2 separate regions of the Pan troglodytes genome follow, and region 2 is linked to region 1. Evidence: chromatin contacts called from public HiChIP or PLAC-seq data. All regions are on one chromosome and are shown on one strand. The core of a region is the stretch at or near the end of the contact, and the rest is flanking DNA. Distances in the headings are between cores, read along the strand shown.

The links. HiChIP or PLAC-seq counts read pairs in DNA pulled down with a chosen protein or histone mark.
Region 2: an H3K4me3 HiChIP or PLAC-seq map of stem cell-derived excitatory neurons shows a contact between it and region 1, with 7 times the contacts expected there. The contact joins the promoter of FAAP20 here to the promoter of MORN1 in region 1. A contact is called at or near these places in 5 of 7 Hi-C or Micro-C datasets (blood, induced pluripotent stem cells, a lymphoblastoid cell line and 1 more), 1 of 1 datasets of contacts at active chromatin or transcription factors (stem cell-derived excitatory neurons) and 1 of 1 other capture datasets (stem cell-derived neural stem cells).

What each region holds. Positions count from the first base shown.
Region 1 is chr1:229,600,335-229,607,464 of NHGRI_mPanTro3-v2.0_pri, reverse strand. It overlaps MORN1 (MORN repeat containing 1), which reads right to left and starts at 3,741. Exons shown (of 14, transcript XM_016952519.4): 1 at 3,394-3,741; 2 at 1,918-1,989; 3 at 237-335. The coding sequence starts at 3,523. It overlaps RER1 (retention in endoplasmic reticulum sorting receptor 1), which reads left to right and starts at 3,274. Exons shown (of 7, transcript XM_016952566.2): 1 at 3,274-3,355.
Region 2 is chr1:229,806,247-229,812,588 of NHGRI_mPanTro3-v2.0_pri, reverse strand. FAAP20 (FA core complex associated protein 20) reads right to left here and starts at 4,873. Exons shown (of 4, transcript XM_016952481.3): 1 at 4,768-4,873; 2 at 4,063-4,198; 3 at 3,704-3,975. The coding sequence starts at 4,829.

The DNA.
Region 1 (7,130 bases), core at 2,492-4,991:
GTAACTTGGCACAGATAAATCTTTATTCTAGAAAAGTGTCTCCGGAAGCCTGAGTTGCTCTCAGTGGTGACCACAGAGCCTCAGTCAGGTCCCCAGGGCTTCTCGGTAGGCCAGGCCCCTCACGGCACAAAGCTTCCCGTCTACATGTCACGCCTTCTGCGTCTAGACTCGGGGGACCAACTGAGCCCGAGGGGTTATGAGAAAGGAGTGAATGTGCCATCCCGGCTGGAGCTCACCTGACCCGGCCCAGTGCCGGCGGCCTTCTCCCATGATCTCTCCGTCCACAAACGCCCCTTCGTAATAACTGCCATCTTTAAATAACAACTTCCCGTGACCTGGCAGGAGAAATCGTCATGTGAACTCAGACAGTGGTTGGGTTGACTGCGAATGACACTGTGCAGTGTTGGGCCTGTTTCTCAGAACGAAGAGCTTGGCTTCAAAACTTGTGTTTGGCTCCATCACTCATGCTGTACATGTATTTAAAAATAAAAAAATGTTCTCAAAAATATCTGCTGAAACACACCTGAGCGGCCGGCGCCTTCAGCCAGAACAAGTACAGGAATTGAAGTGCAGGCAGCCAGCCTGAGCAACACGGAGAGACCCCGTCTCTACACAAAATTTTAAAAATTAGCCAGGTGTGGTGGTACGTGTTTGTGGGTCCAGCTGCTCAGGAGGCTGAGGTGGGAGGATCCCTTGAGTCAGGAGGTTGAGGCTGCAGAGAGCCATGATTGCGCCACTGCACTCCAGCCTGGGCGACAGAGCAAGACTGTCTCAAAAAAAAAAAAAAAAAAAAAAAAAGAGAGAGAAAAGAAAACTGGGCAGAGTGGCTGGGCGCAGTGGCTCATGCCTGTAATCCCAGCACTTTGGGAGGTCGAGGTGGGTAGATCACCTGAGGTCAGGAGTTCGAGACCAGCCTGGCCAACATGGCAAAACTGCATCTCTACTAAAAATACAAAAATTAGCCGGGCGTGGTGGCAGGTGCCTGTAATCCCAGCTACTCGTGAGGCTGAGGCAGGAGAATCACTTGAACCTGGGAGCCGGAGGTTGCAGTGAGCCGAGATGGCAGCATTGCACTCCAGCCTGGGCAACAAGAGCAAAACTCTGTCTCAAAAAAAAAAAAAAAAAAAGAAAAGAAACAAAACTGGCAGAGAGCAGATACAAAACTGCGTGGGAGGAGCACAGTGGCAAGAACGTCCACACCACCGAAGGTTCACGGCACTTGCCTGGGGTTGGTGGGGGTACAGGTGTTATCGACTTTATACTTGCTTTTTTTGTTCTGTTTTGAGATGGAGTCTCTGTCACCCAGGCTGGAGTGCAGTGGCACAATCTCAGCTGACTGCGACCTCTGCCTCCTGTGTTCAAGGGATTCTCCTGGCTCAGCCTGCCAAGTAGCTGGGATTACAGGTGTGCCTTACCACATCCAGCTATTATTGTCTTTTTAGTAGGGTCAGGGTTTCAGCATGCTGGTCAGGCTGTTCTGGAACTCCTGACCTCAAGTGATCCGCCCACCTTGGCCTCCCAAAGTACTGGGATTACAGGCGTGAGCCACTGTGCTTGGCTTGACTTTACACTTTCTTTCTTCTATTACTTGGATTTACTACAAGAGTAGGTTCTCTTTATAATCGGAAATAAACCATAAAGCCAGTTTTCAGTCTGGAAAAGACAAATGAACTCAACCTCTAGGGAGAATTTCAAAGTCGCAGCTTCCTTTGCTAAAGGTGGCCCTCCAGGGGGGTCTCCCAGGCCTCTGTTTCCCCTGCCCATCCGGCCTTACCCTGAGCAGCCAGGGAAGCACCAGGGTACAATGGGCTCGAAAGCTACAGGAAATGCCACTTGCCCACCCAACCTCCCGGGGAGAAACTGGTTTCATCAGCTGTGGGGCAGCAGCTGCAAGAAGAGACCACAGAGGCTTCTCACCGTGCTTCCTCCCTGCTTTCCATTCTCCTTCATATCGAAAGAAGGAATTTGGGTATACGTAGACACCATAACCTGAGTATTGAGAAGACATACACAGGTAAGCACAGACACAGAGATGAGGGATGCTCTCCAGTGCTGAAGGAGGGAGTGCAGCTCCCTTGAGGGCCTTCAAGGGGTTGGTACACGTCACCTTCAGCAGACCAGAGGCGACCTGTGGGGCTCATGAGCTCTCCTGTCGACTGTTGGGCCATTCATTTGCTCATTTGTTTATGTGACAAGGATGAGGACCTACTTGGTGCAGAGAAGACAGGCCCAGTAAGAGGGCTGGCTTGAAACAAGTGCAGGTCCTTGAGAGACCAGAGGTGCTCGGGAGGTGGTGAGGGGCAGGTTGGGAGCCTTGTTGCAGGAGATGAGTGAGCCAGGGGAAGGCAGAGCAGCAGTGTCAGTGAGGCACACAAGGGAGGAGCAGACTCTCCCATCCCCTGCTGTGGCCCTTCAGTGGCCTCCTATCGCTGGGGAGAAAATCCACACTCATACCCAAGGACGGCCTGGCCGGCTTCATCTCCTCCTAGTTGCTGGGTGTGCCACCCGCCAACTCCTGCAGTTCCAGGAATGGGCAGGGCTCCCTCCCTACCAGCTCCTCAGGCACATTTTGGGGGCAGGGTTTATGGGAAAATGTCGGGGAGGAGGGCAGGGGGTTACTACAGGCTACTGTATCTGTCCCAAATCAGGGTCAGGTTCTACCTGAAGATACTAGTGTTAGCTCTGAGTTCATTCCAGACCCGTTTATTTGATTCTAGAAACAGTTCCTATCAAAACCTGCTCTTTTTTTTTTTGAGACTGAGTCTTGCTCTGTCGCCCAGGCTGGGGTGCAGCGGCGCGATCTCGGCTCACTGCAACCTCCGCTTCCTGGGTTCAAGCGATTCTCCTGCCTCAGCCTCCCGAGTAGCTGGAACTGCAGGAGGCACCACCCCCGGCCAATTTTTGTATTTTTTAGTAGAGACGGGGTTTCGCCATGTTGGCCACACTGGTCTCGAACTCCTGACCTCAGGTGATCCACCCGCCTCGGCCTCCCAAAGTGCTGGAAGTACAGGCAAAAACTGCTTTTGAAACGCGTCCTAGCGTTTCTGGACAGCACCGGCCAGGAAGTCAGGAGGCTTGGTGCTGCTCCTGCGCCTGCCCTCGCCCCACGTCCTGGGCTTCGGGATCCCCATGGCAACCCCAGGTCCCGCTGGTTGTGAGGCTGCGGCCGGAACCCGGTCTTCCCTGCTAGGAGCCCGCGGGGGGCGACCCCCTGCAGGGCTTGGCCTGCTGCGGGAGGAGGGCTCGGGGAAGGGTGCGAGCCGGGCCCGAGGAGGCGCACGGCGAGTCCTGTGGGAGTGGGGGACGCGGGGGCGGCCCTGGCTCCGCCGCGGCACCTGGACCTCTACTTTCCGAGGTGAGCATTTGGGGGTCGAGGGCGTAGAGCGATCGCACCCTGAATGGAGCCCAGGGCAGCCAGCGACCTGTCCCGTGGCCCGCAGTCGTTACCGTCCCGGGGCGGCCGCCTAGGCGGGTCCCGACGCGGCCCGCGGGAGCTCGGGGTGCCCTCGCCAGCCGCTGCCATCTTGCCGCCGAGGGTTCCCTTAGCGACCAGCAACGCCCGCTTCCATTGGTCTTTGTCGCAAGGAGGGGTGTGGCCACGGGCCTAGTCCCTGAGCCCGCGCAATCTCTGGAGCGAAGCTAGCCGGGCCCGGAGCCAGAGGACGCAGCTGCGCCTGTGCGCGTTTCCGCCGCTGTCGTCTCTTCCGCCGAGAGGCCCGCCCGCCAACGGCCTGCGCGTCTGAGCCGGAAGCGGAAATGGTTGGAGCCCTTGGCCCCGCCCTCGCGCCATCTTGGGGGCCCTGGAGGCGGCGCCGCGGAGGACGGAGCGGAAGTGCTCGCTGCAGCTTCCCGGAGCCGGAGCGCAGCGCCTGCGGCCGCCCGTGCCCCGCCGTCCTCCTTCCCGCGGCCGTGAGGGAGACCGCGGCTCGGCCGTAGCGGAGCTGCGAGGTGCCAGGAAGGGCTGCGTGGCGCGGGAACGGCCGGGCAGCGCCGCCTCCGCTCCTTCCGGGCTGTCAAGGCCGCGGGCGGGCGGGCGGGGCCGCGCTGAGGGCCGGGCGGGGAGGGCCGTCGGGGCCCGGGTGGCCGCGGGGACCGTGTTCCCGACCCGCGGCCCTGAGGGGTACGGGTCGCGCCTCGGGGTCGGGCCCGGGACGGGGTGCTGGGGGGTGCGGCGGAGCCCTGGGGCCTGCGAGGGTCGGGGGAGCGGGAGAGGGGCCGGGCGGGGGCTGCAGCCCTCGAGCCACCCGGGCCGCATCTCGTCCGCATCCCCTGCTTGGCATCTGGGGGAAGCGGGCAGTCGCGGCCCCCACAGCGCTGCGAGTTGGGCTGTATTCCAGAGTAATGTGCCCTCTCCCCATCCTGCGTCCAGGTCAGCGCTTATCTGTAGGATTTAGTGTTAAGCTCTGGGGTGAAGGCGTTACTGACGGGCTGAAGGGAAACTAGTTACATCGGTTTTGATCGTATTCTAAATAGGCAATAAAATCATAAATTTTCCAGGCTGACTTAGTACTGGTCTGTGGCCCCACTGATAAAGGTATCGTTCGTTTCTCTGCCAGGTGTCTTACAGCACAGAGGGCTGCTTTCAGCCTAAGTACCTTCAGTGGGCTTTCGCCCTTTTCCCTTTATGAAGAGTAGAGACTGGCCGCTAGTCCTGGAAGCACTTTATTTTTGGTTGAGTTGACATTTCCCAGGAAGATGCAGTTATCCCCGTAAGTGGATAAAGGGTTCTCAGTAATTCAGACTCTCACATGGCTTCTGCCGTATGCCTGAGGTGACGGCGACGGCAGTAACAGTGTGTCAGAGCCAGGTGGAGATATAAGATGGTCAGGCCCAGAGGAGGGGGGAGCCCAGGCTGGAATGTGGCCTTGGGAAGAAGGAAGAGACGGGGTCTGGGAGGGCATTTCAGAGGACTGAACAACACCAGAGGCGTGAAGCTTGGTGCACGGCAGCCGGGGGCTTTCTTAGTCCCGGAGGAATTGGGGATGGGGACGTGAAGAGAAAGGCGGGACCCAGACTGTCAATGCTCCCGGACGCCAGGCAGAGGACTTCATCCTTTCCACGTGCAGAATGATGGACCACAGATGTGGATGAATGTGACAGGCCTGGAACAAGGCACATAGAGAGTCTTACACTTTCTGGCACGTCCTCATGGTCTCTGCTTGGACTGGTTTTATCTCCCTTTCTGTTTTGTTTGTGACCAGGCATAAAGCAGTCACCTTCAACAGGTAATTGATGGGCTGTCTACTATGTAATGGACTTCCAGGTGGCAGGGCCCAGCCCCGAACCAGACAAGGGACCCCTCAAGGAGCTTCATTCTAGCAGGAGAAAATTGAGAAGTAAACCAGAAAGGTATCAGGAAACAGTTGTACACAAAATAAAAATAGGGTGATGTGATGTAAGGGACTGGGGGTCAGTGTGGGCGGTAACGGAGGCCTCTGAAGAGGAGGTGGCCTTCAAACTGAGCGGAGAAGAGGACTGCAGGGGGGGCAGCTGCTGTGAGGGCTGGCCCTGATCCAGGAACAGGGCTGGCACTGCCTTGCCCGGCTCCAAGGGTGCTCCATGGGCTGCCCACTGATTCCTCACGAGAGCCTCGTGGAGAAGGCATGAGAGGTGCTGTTGTCCCATTTCACAGACTGGAACCTGAGGCATCCTGGAATAGCCTGTCCTAGTCACACTGGCAGAGAGTGGTAGAGCCAGGATCTGAAAGCAGGCCGTTGGAGTCCAAAGTTCACGTTCTTGCTCCTGCTGCCCTGCCTCAGGCTATTCCTGGCAATGCGTTCAGTCAGGGTGCAAGCTGTGTTTAGTATACGTGTGTGTTTGGTATACGTGTTGTGTGTGTCAGACAAGCAGAATTGGCTGATGGCGTTTTGAGTAGGTTTTCTACATGTTCAGTTGGAGAGTGAGAAGTTCTGAGCTTTGCCTAGAGAACACCCTTTGGCGGGAGAGCTGGGTATTTTCTCCCTGACATTACTCTCATCACCTCCAGTCCAGTAAAAGTGCTTTAATGGGAAACAGTCTGAGTAAAACAGGGAAACTTACAAGGAGCTATAGGACGAACAATGTGACGGGTGGCTTTCAGATGGCCTGGCTTTGGCCTAAATAGGGTGGCCATTCCAGGTGACGCATTTTAGTGTAGCCTCTATTTAAATATGGAGTTCTTTCAGTGGAGAGTAAAGGTGCTCCTCCTCTGTGTCTGGTTTACACGGCTCCGCGAGACCAAAGGGCCCCTCGGTCTCCTTGAGCAGCCTGGCACTCTGCACAGAGGATCCAGGAACGGTGTCATGGAGCCACATTCTGCACAGACTTGATGACGTGGAGGGAGCTGCCTGGATCACTTCAGTGCATCAGTTGTGATGGGAGAGCCAAGGCACTTGAGGGCGGGATTGCGTCTGGCCACCTGTTGCCTGCCACCTGAAGGGAAGATTTCCCCAGTGCTCACAGTGAGGATGGGACTGGAAGAGCGTTGGTTTCAGGAAGGTGCAGGTTCCGGCTCCTGCCCACTGCGAACATGCTGATGGGCCAGGGCAACTCTTTGGTCTTTGTGAGCTTCAGTTTTCTTATCTGTAAATGAGAACAATAAGACTGACCCCAGCTGTTGCTGAGGAATGATGTCTTTGCTTTCGTGTCTGGTATTTCTTAGAGCCTCATTTTACAGATGAGGAAACTGAGGCTGGCTGCGTGCTCAGAGGGTTTGCTGAAGGCCTCACAGCCGCTTAGCACAGGTGGGACTTTAAGCCAAACTTGAGACCAGAGTCTGTTTCTCCTCACTGCCCTGCCGAGGGAGCAGATGGGGGGTGGTGGGGGAGGTGAACGTCACCCCTGGCGTCTTCTCTAGCTCAGGGGCCAGGAGGCATCTCATCTTTAAAGTAGGAATGACAACCGGCAGGCCCTCGGTACTCAGCTGTGCTTTACCGAAGAGCGGCAGGTCCTGACGCCGTCTCCTCTCAGGAGTGGGGTGGCGGCGTGCTCAGCTGAGGAGCCAGGTGGCAGTCAGGCTTGGCTTGGCCTGCCCAGAAGCAGGGCTGTGGCAGGACCTTGGACACGTGGCTTCCACTGTTTGAGACTTGGTGAAATGGGGGTCATGATGCCCTTCACTTGAGCATCTGGGAATTAAGTGGGTGAACAGTGTG
Region 2 (6,342 bases), core at 3,624-6,123, 200 kb before region 1:
GTGGTGTTTCCACACTGTGCCCGTGAGGAGGCCACGCCAGGCCGGAGGTTCTCAGCCAGGCCCCTGCGTCCGAGCTGGGGGTGGGGAAGCTGTGTCTGAACAAGCCCCTCTATGGGATTCTGGCGCCTGCTCAGCTCGACAGCGCGCTCATCGTGGAGCCCGGCAGACAGGCGGCCTGACCCGGAGAAAAGGCAGGACGGCGGGTGGCCTGCCAGGGAGAGCCGCCGCCGCTGCGTCTACAGGAGGCGGAAGAGTAGACATGGCTGGGCGGTGGCTGTGCAGCTCACGTCAGAGAATTGGTGTTTTTGGCGAGGAGGGACCAAGCCTCACCACGGAGAAGGACACCGTCACCGGCGTGCAGGCTGCCAACCTGCCACTCTGGGAGGCCCCACGCGGCCCCTGCACCTCTCAGGAGGGCGCTGGCGCTGGGATGGTGGCTGGCCAGGCAGGGGTGGCAGGAGAAAACCCATCCGAGTCCTGCAGGTCAGCGCCCTGGGCATCCAGTGGGGCCGGGAGGGGTGTCTGAGCGCAGCCACCTTCTATCCCCGGCCTCATGTGGCCCCATCAGCCCAACTGGAGCGGCTGGAAATGACCATCACCAGCCTTGGCCAAGGTGTGGCCCTGGAAGCCAGAACAGTTGACTTCCGGCCATGACTCCCGGAGAGTGCCGTAGCTGGCATGCTCAGCAGAGCTGCCGGGGACGATGTCCCGGGGCTGAGTGGGCGGCTTCAGCCTAGACTTGGGCCTAGATCTTGCTGGAGGCCAAGTGGTCAGTGTCCCATCAGAGTGACCATCCCTCACACGCCACTGCTGGGGGACACACCCCCACTGAGCGGCCAAGTCCACAGGACACGTGTCCCTGTGTCCACCTGTCAGCCACACCGCCCCTCGCTCCCCTACAGCCTCTGCCCTCAGACCAGTCCACGGCACGCTGTTTTACCCTTGGGCTTTGCTGTGTCCCTTCCTTTGGCTCCTGTGCCCCGTCTGTGTGGCCACTGCAACCCTCAAGTCCCCCTCTCCAGACCATAGCTGGACCCCCACTCCCGGGGCTGGCTCCAGCAGCCATCAGCTGCCTTCTCACTCTGGCAGAGCCCACCCAGTGCCTTCTGAAGCCCCCGAGGGTCACTCAGTCTGAGACTTTCCGGCTTCTGCCCATCCTGGGAACCAGCCCCTCCCTCCACAAGCTTTCTCTAAGGTTGCCAGAAGGTGCTAAGATCTGAACCGAGGTCATCTTGTCCCGGGGTTTCCAGGCAGTGTCCCTTGTTTGGGGGCCCTCTGAGATGGCTTCAGACCCCCGCCTGTGGCGGAAGAGCTTTGTCCCGGCCTGATCTGCCCTGTCCGTGACACTTCTGCTCAGTAGCTGAGCAGGCCCTGTGGTGTGGACAGGCCAGCCCGGCTGCAGGACAGTGGGGGCTCAGTCCAGAAGCCTCTGGTGGCTTCTGCGTGTGGGCAGGGGAGCAGGGCTGCAGGGTGGGCTGGCACCTGGCAGCGTGAGGGGCCTCAGGGCTGTTAAAATCCCAATGACCAGCCGGGCGCGGTGGCTCACACCTGTAATCCCAGCACTTTGGGAGGCCAAGACGGGCGGATCACCTGAGATCAGTTCAAGACCAGCCTGACCAACATGGTGAAACCCTGTCTCTACTAAAAATACAAAAATTAGCCGGGTGTGGTGGCGCCTGTAATCCCAGCTACTCGGGAGACTGAGGCAGGAGAATCGCTTGAACCCGGGAGGCAGATGTTGCAGTGAGCCGAGATCATGCCACTGCACTCCAGCCTGGGCGACAGAGCGAGACACCGTCTCGAAAAAAAAAAAAAAAAAATCCCAGTGACCAACCCAGGGCCTCGCCACATCAACAGAGACAAAACGCAGCTCCGGCCCTCAACATCCTCACCCCTCACCAGGTGCCCAGCTTCCCATCCACCCACGTGACCTGCAGGTGTCTGAAAATGCACAAAATGTCCAAATAGGACCACAAGAAGATCTTAAAGACACAAAGAACATTCTACATAGTTTGTCAAATCCAGCATTTGACGGTCCTCTGGGTGACCCGGAGAACACCAAGGCTGTGAGAAATGGGAGGTCTCCCGGCAGCTCCACTCCCCAGACCCGCCTCTGCCAGGGCTCCAGGCTCAGCAGGCGCCTGTGCGGGACAGGGCGACGGTTCAAGACCAAGTCCGGCTGTTAGACCAGACCCTCCAATCCAGGCGGCCTCCCTGCTGGGGTCCTGTGCGGTCAGGAGTCCCAGGGCATCCCAGGGTGGCTGTGCAAACCCTTGTTCCCAAAGATATGGGGCTTGTCCCCCAGCTAGCCTGCCCATGCGGTGGCCACAGCCTCGGGTGAGTTCCGGTTCCAAAGTACCGGCTCTCCCTTACGATCAAGTGTTCGAATGTGCTTGAAGCATTCCAGACACACCAAGGCCTGGACCTGACTTCATTGACGCCTACTTAGGAAAAATCGAGGCAGTCTGCCAAGCTTTCAGCAACTGCTTAAAAAGCTCAAAATGGCAAGTTTTTCCTCGTGAACGTCCTTGTCTTCAGAAGTCTTTTTTTAGACTATCTGGAAAAGCAGGCGATGCAAAGACAAAAGCCCCTCCCCGGGGGGCGGGGGGCAGCACCCTGACAGCAACAAGGATCTCAGAGCTTCAGCCAAGAGCATGGATTTCTCCCCAGGGCTCCCAACAGTACCCTCTGTTCGTGATTCAGGGTCTTACTCTGTCACCCAGGCTGGAGTGCAGTGGTGCAATCATACATCACTACAGCCTCCAATTCCTGGCTCAAGGGAATCCTCCCACTTCAGCCTCCAGAGTAGCTAGGACCACAGGCACGCGCCACCACGCCCAGGCGTGTAAAGATGGGATCTTGCCATGTTGCCCAGGCTGGTCTCAAACTCCTGGGCTCCAGCAACCCACCTGCCTCAGCCTCCCAAAGGGCTGGGATTACAGGCGTGAGCCACCGTGCCCGGCCTTTTCTTTTGTTGTTGTTGTTGTTGGCTGCCAACTTTGGACTCCGGTCCCTTCGCATTCCCGAGCTGTTTTTGCTTCTGGAAGACCAGGGGCATCAGGCATGACTGAAGGACCTGGTCTCCATAAGCTCTGAAACCTGCCGCCCATTAACTCAACCAAAAGTTACAAACCAGCATCATTCACACCACCCCAGCCCCAGTACCTGCTCCGGAGGCCAAGGGCCCAGAGGTCGCCAGACACAAGGCCAGGCACTGGGCAGTTTGGGTTATCTTGTTAGCAAAACTGGGTTCCATTCCCCTTTACTTAAAAAATACATAAAAATATACATTGGGTTTCAAAAATAAGAAAAAGCATCTCCAGACAAAAAAGATGATCTTCATTTTTAAAACCCATGACCCACTCTCGGGAAGGTGTTCCTGTGCTCTGGGCCTGGGGACGCTGGTGCCACCAGATTCCAGGATGGCCAGGTGGACCCGGGGCCAGTGCGCCCAGCCTTCCTTCTGTGCTGTTCTGTGGGCCCCCAGCCTGCCCTGCCCACAGAGCACGGCAAGCAGGTGGACCCCAGACCCGTGACAGAGAGCCACCTGGACATGCCAGGCCACAGCACTGGGCCACCTTTCCAGTGTGAAACAGGGCTTTAAAAGCCAGCGCTGAGCTCGGCCACCTCTTGACCTTCTGAACGGCTGTGGTTTCCAAACACAGATGGACAACCGGGCCGGGCGCAGGGGTGGCCTACTCACCTGGGGGCGAACTCCTTCTGGCACATGGGGCAGCTGCGCAGGGCCGCGGCACCCTCCACAGACGGCTGCTGCTCCACCCTGGGGGCCCTGCAGGGATCAGGTGCCGGGCGCTGGGGCAGGGACCTGGCGGGGGATTCCAGGTGCCCTCCTGCCCCGTGAAGCAGCCGGTAGGAACGGCCCGGGCCCCACAGGTCCGGCGGAAAGGGTGTCCAGGAAAAGGTCTTGGTTCCGACAGTGAAGACTTCAGTGGGCTCCGGGCCGCACCTGGGCTCCTGCAACACAGAGTTGTTGGGCCTTGCCCAGCGGTGGCTCCCGCCCTGGAAACCCCTCCACCGCTACGATGGGCCCGGTGGGCACACCTGTCCTGGGAAGGCGGGCAGTGAAGGCACCTCGTGATCCAGGATCAGCTCCGGGCTCACCGTGCGCAGTAGCTCGGCCCAGAGCCGCTCCCGCTCCTCACCCCCCAGGAGAAACCAGGGGCGGCCGCCAGAAGGCCTGGGGCAGACAGAGGGGGCAGACAGAGAAGGCAGACAGGGGGTACTCAGTAGGGGAAACGCTATGGTGGGGGAGACCCGGGAGGGCCTGGGGCAGAGACAGCGGGGAGATGGGGGGTACTAGAGGGAAATTCGATGGTGCGGGAGGTGGCCGGCAGGGTTGGGGGAAGGGCTGCTGGGGCAGACAGTGCGGAGATGAGGGGTACTGGGGGTGGGGGAGCGGGGTGGGTGGGTGGAAATATGGGGTCCTCAGCGGGATGAGGCGATGGTTGGGGAGATTGCGGAGGGCCTGGGGAAGATAGAGGGTTAGATGGGGGGGTGCTCAGGGGAGACGCGATGATGGGAGAGGCGCGGGAGGGCCTGGGGCGGCGCGGGGGAAGCTCGAGGTGGGGTGGGGGCTCAAGGCGGGCGCTGAATGGCGGCGCGGGGTGGGGCGACGGGCGTGGGGGCCGGGCCCGGGGGCAGGGAGCCCTCCCCACGGGACGAATAGAGCGGGAGGCCCGCGGGGGCGCCGGGAAGCACGTGGGAGCGGGAAAACCGGCCGCGCCCCCGCCCGGCCCCCGGCCTCACCCGCCCGCCGCGGGCGGCCTCCGGCGGCTCAACCCCAGCCGCGGCCTCCGCGCCGCCTCCATCCAAGCCCGCGCCGGGCGGAAGTGAGCGCAAGCCCCGCCCCCGCCCCTCCAGGCCCCGCCCCCGCCCCAGGCCCCTCCTCCAGACCTCTGCAGTGAGGCCGCCCCCCTCCGAGGCAGTCGGAACCCCAGGGGCCCTGATCCCAGCCTGTAGGGAAACTGAGGCCAGGGTTCCTTCGTCCTGCACCGCACAGGGGGGCCTGGCGTGAGGGTGGGGGGCCCAGGTGGGGGAGCCCCGCCCGTGTCCCCTTTCCCGTCCGGGCAGCCCCCGGGCCGGAGCCCCCTCCGTTACCCCGATGGCTGCCCGGCCCGCCCCGGCACCTGCCTCCTCCCGGCTGCACCCAACAGCTCCCGCCCCCGTTTCCGGCTCTGCGGAGCCGCCTCTCCTCCCAGGACCATTCCAGGAGTAAATAAAGCTTGAAATCCGCCGTCGCCACCACCGTTTCTTTACAAAAGGCGGGGAACTCAAGCTCCTTAACCAAGAAACCAGAGGCGAAGTGACAAAGTCCAGGTGACTCACTTGGGCCTCAGGGGCCTGGGCCAGGGGCCTGGGCCAGGGCCCTGGGGGCAGCTGAGGGGCTTTCCTGCCTGGACCCCGGGCTCTGCGACCTCAAAGTCGGCCACGTGGTGGCAGCAGCTGCCCAGGCACCCTGGTGCCACACTTGGCTGTGCCCAGTGCCCCATGGGCCCAGGCCACTTGCCTCTCCCTCGGCCCTGCTGGGCCCTGGAGTGGCTGCCACCCTCACGGAAGGAGTGGGGTCTACAGAGATCAGGGTCAGGGGCCCTCACCAGACGCCACTCGGGGCTCTGGGACTCCTTGGCAGTTTCTGCCCTGCCCAGCCCCAGAAGCTTTGGGGCTATGCTGGGCACCCCTCCTGCAGGGCTCCCTGGCTGTTCCTACCCCTCACCTGGCCCCTCCCAGCCCCCAGTCGTCTGTGCCCTCCCTCCAGAACTCAGCTGTGGAGCCCGGCCCTGAACCCAGGCCACCCGAGTGGCCCACCGTCCTTCAAGGGGCCCCAGCCTGGAGGCCATGGGTTGGTGTTCAGGGAAAGGGTCAGCAGCAGGGCCTGGACTGGGAGGTCCCCCTCTCCCTGCATGAGTGGTTTTCTTCCGCACACGTTCCTGCTCTAGATGCGGGAGGCCCCCAGCAGAACAAGATGGAGGCACCAACCCCCAGGCCCTGCGACTTGAGTGAGCAGATGGAGATGCAGTGCTGAGTGCTGCCCGGGCAGGGGGAGGGGGCCTGGGGGAGCTGCTGCAGGCAGTGTGGTCTCAGGGGGCCCTGTGGGAGGTAGCCTGTGGCTGGGCCTGCTCTCAGGCGAGAGAAGCCCAGCCGTGGGGTCTCCGCAGCCCCACGTCCAGCAAATGGCAGGTGCCAGCTGACCAAGCGCTCTCAGACAGCCAGTGTCCAGGGCTCCCCGACAGTCCTGGCTGCCCTGGCTTCAGCTCCGAGCTTCTGGGTCTTTCCTGGAAATGTCACCATGGTCTGCAGGAGGGCCTTGGGTACTTCCAGGAA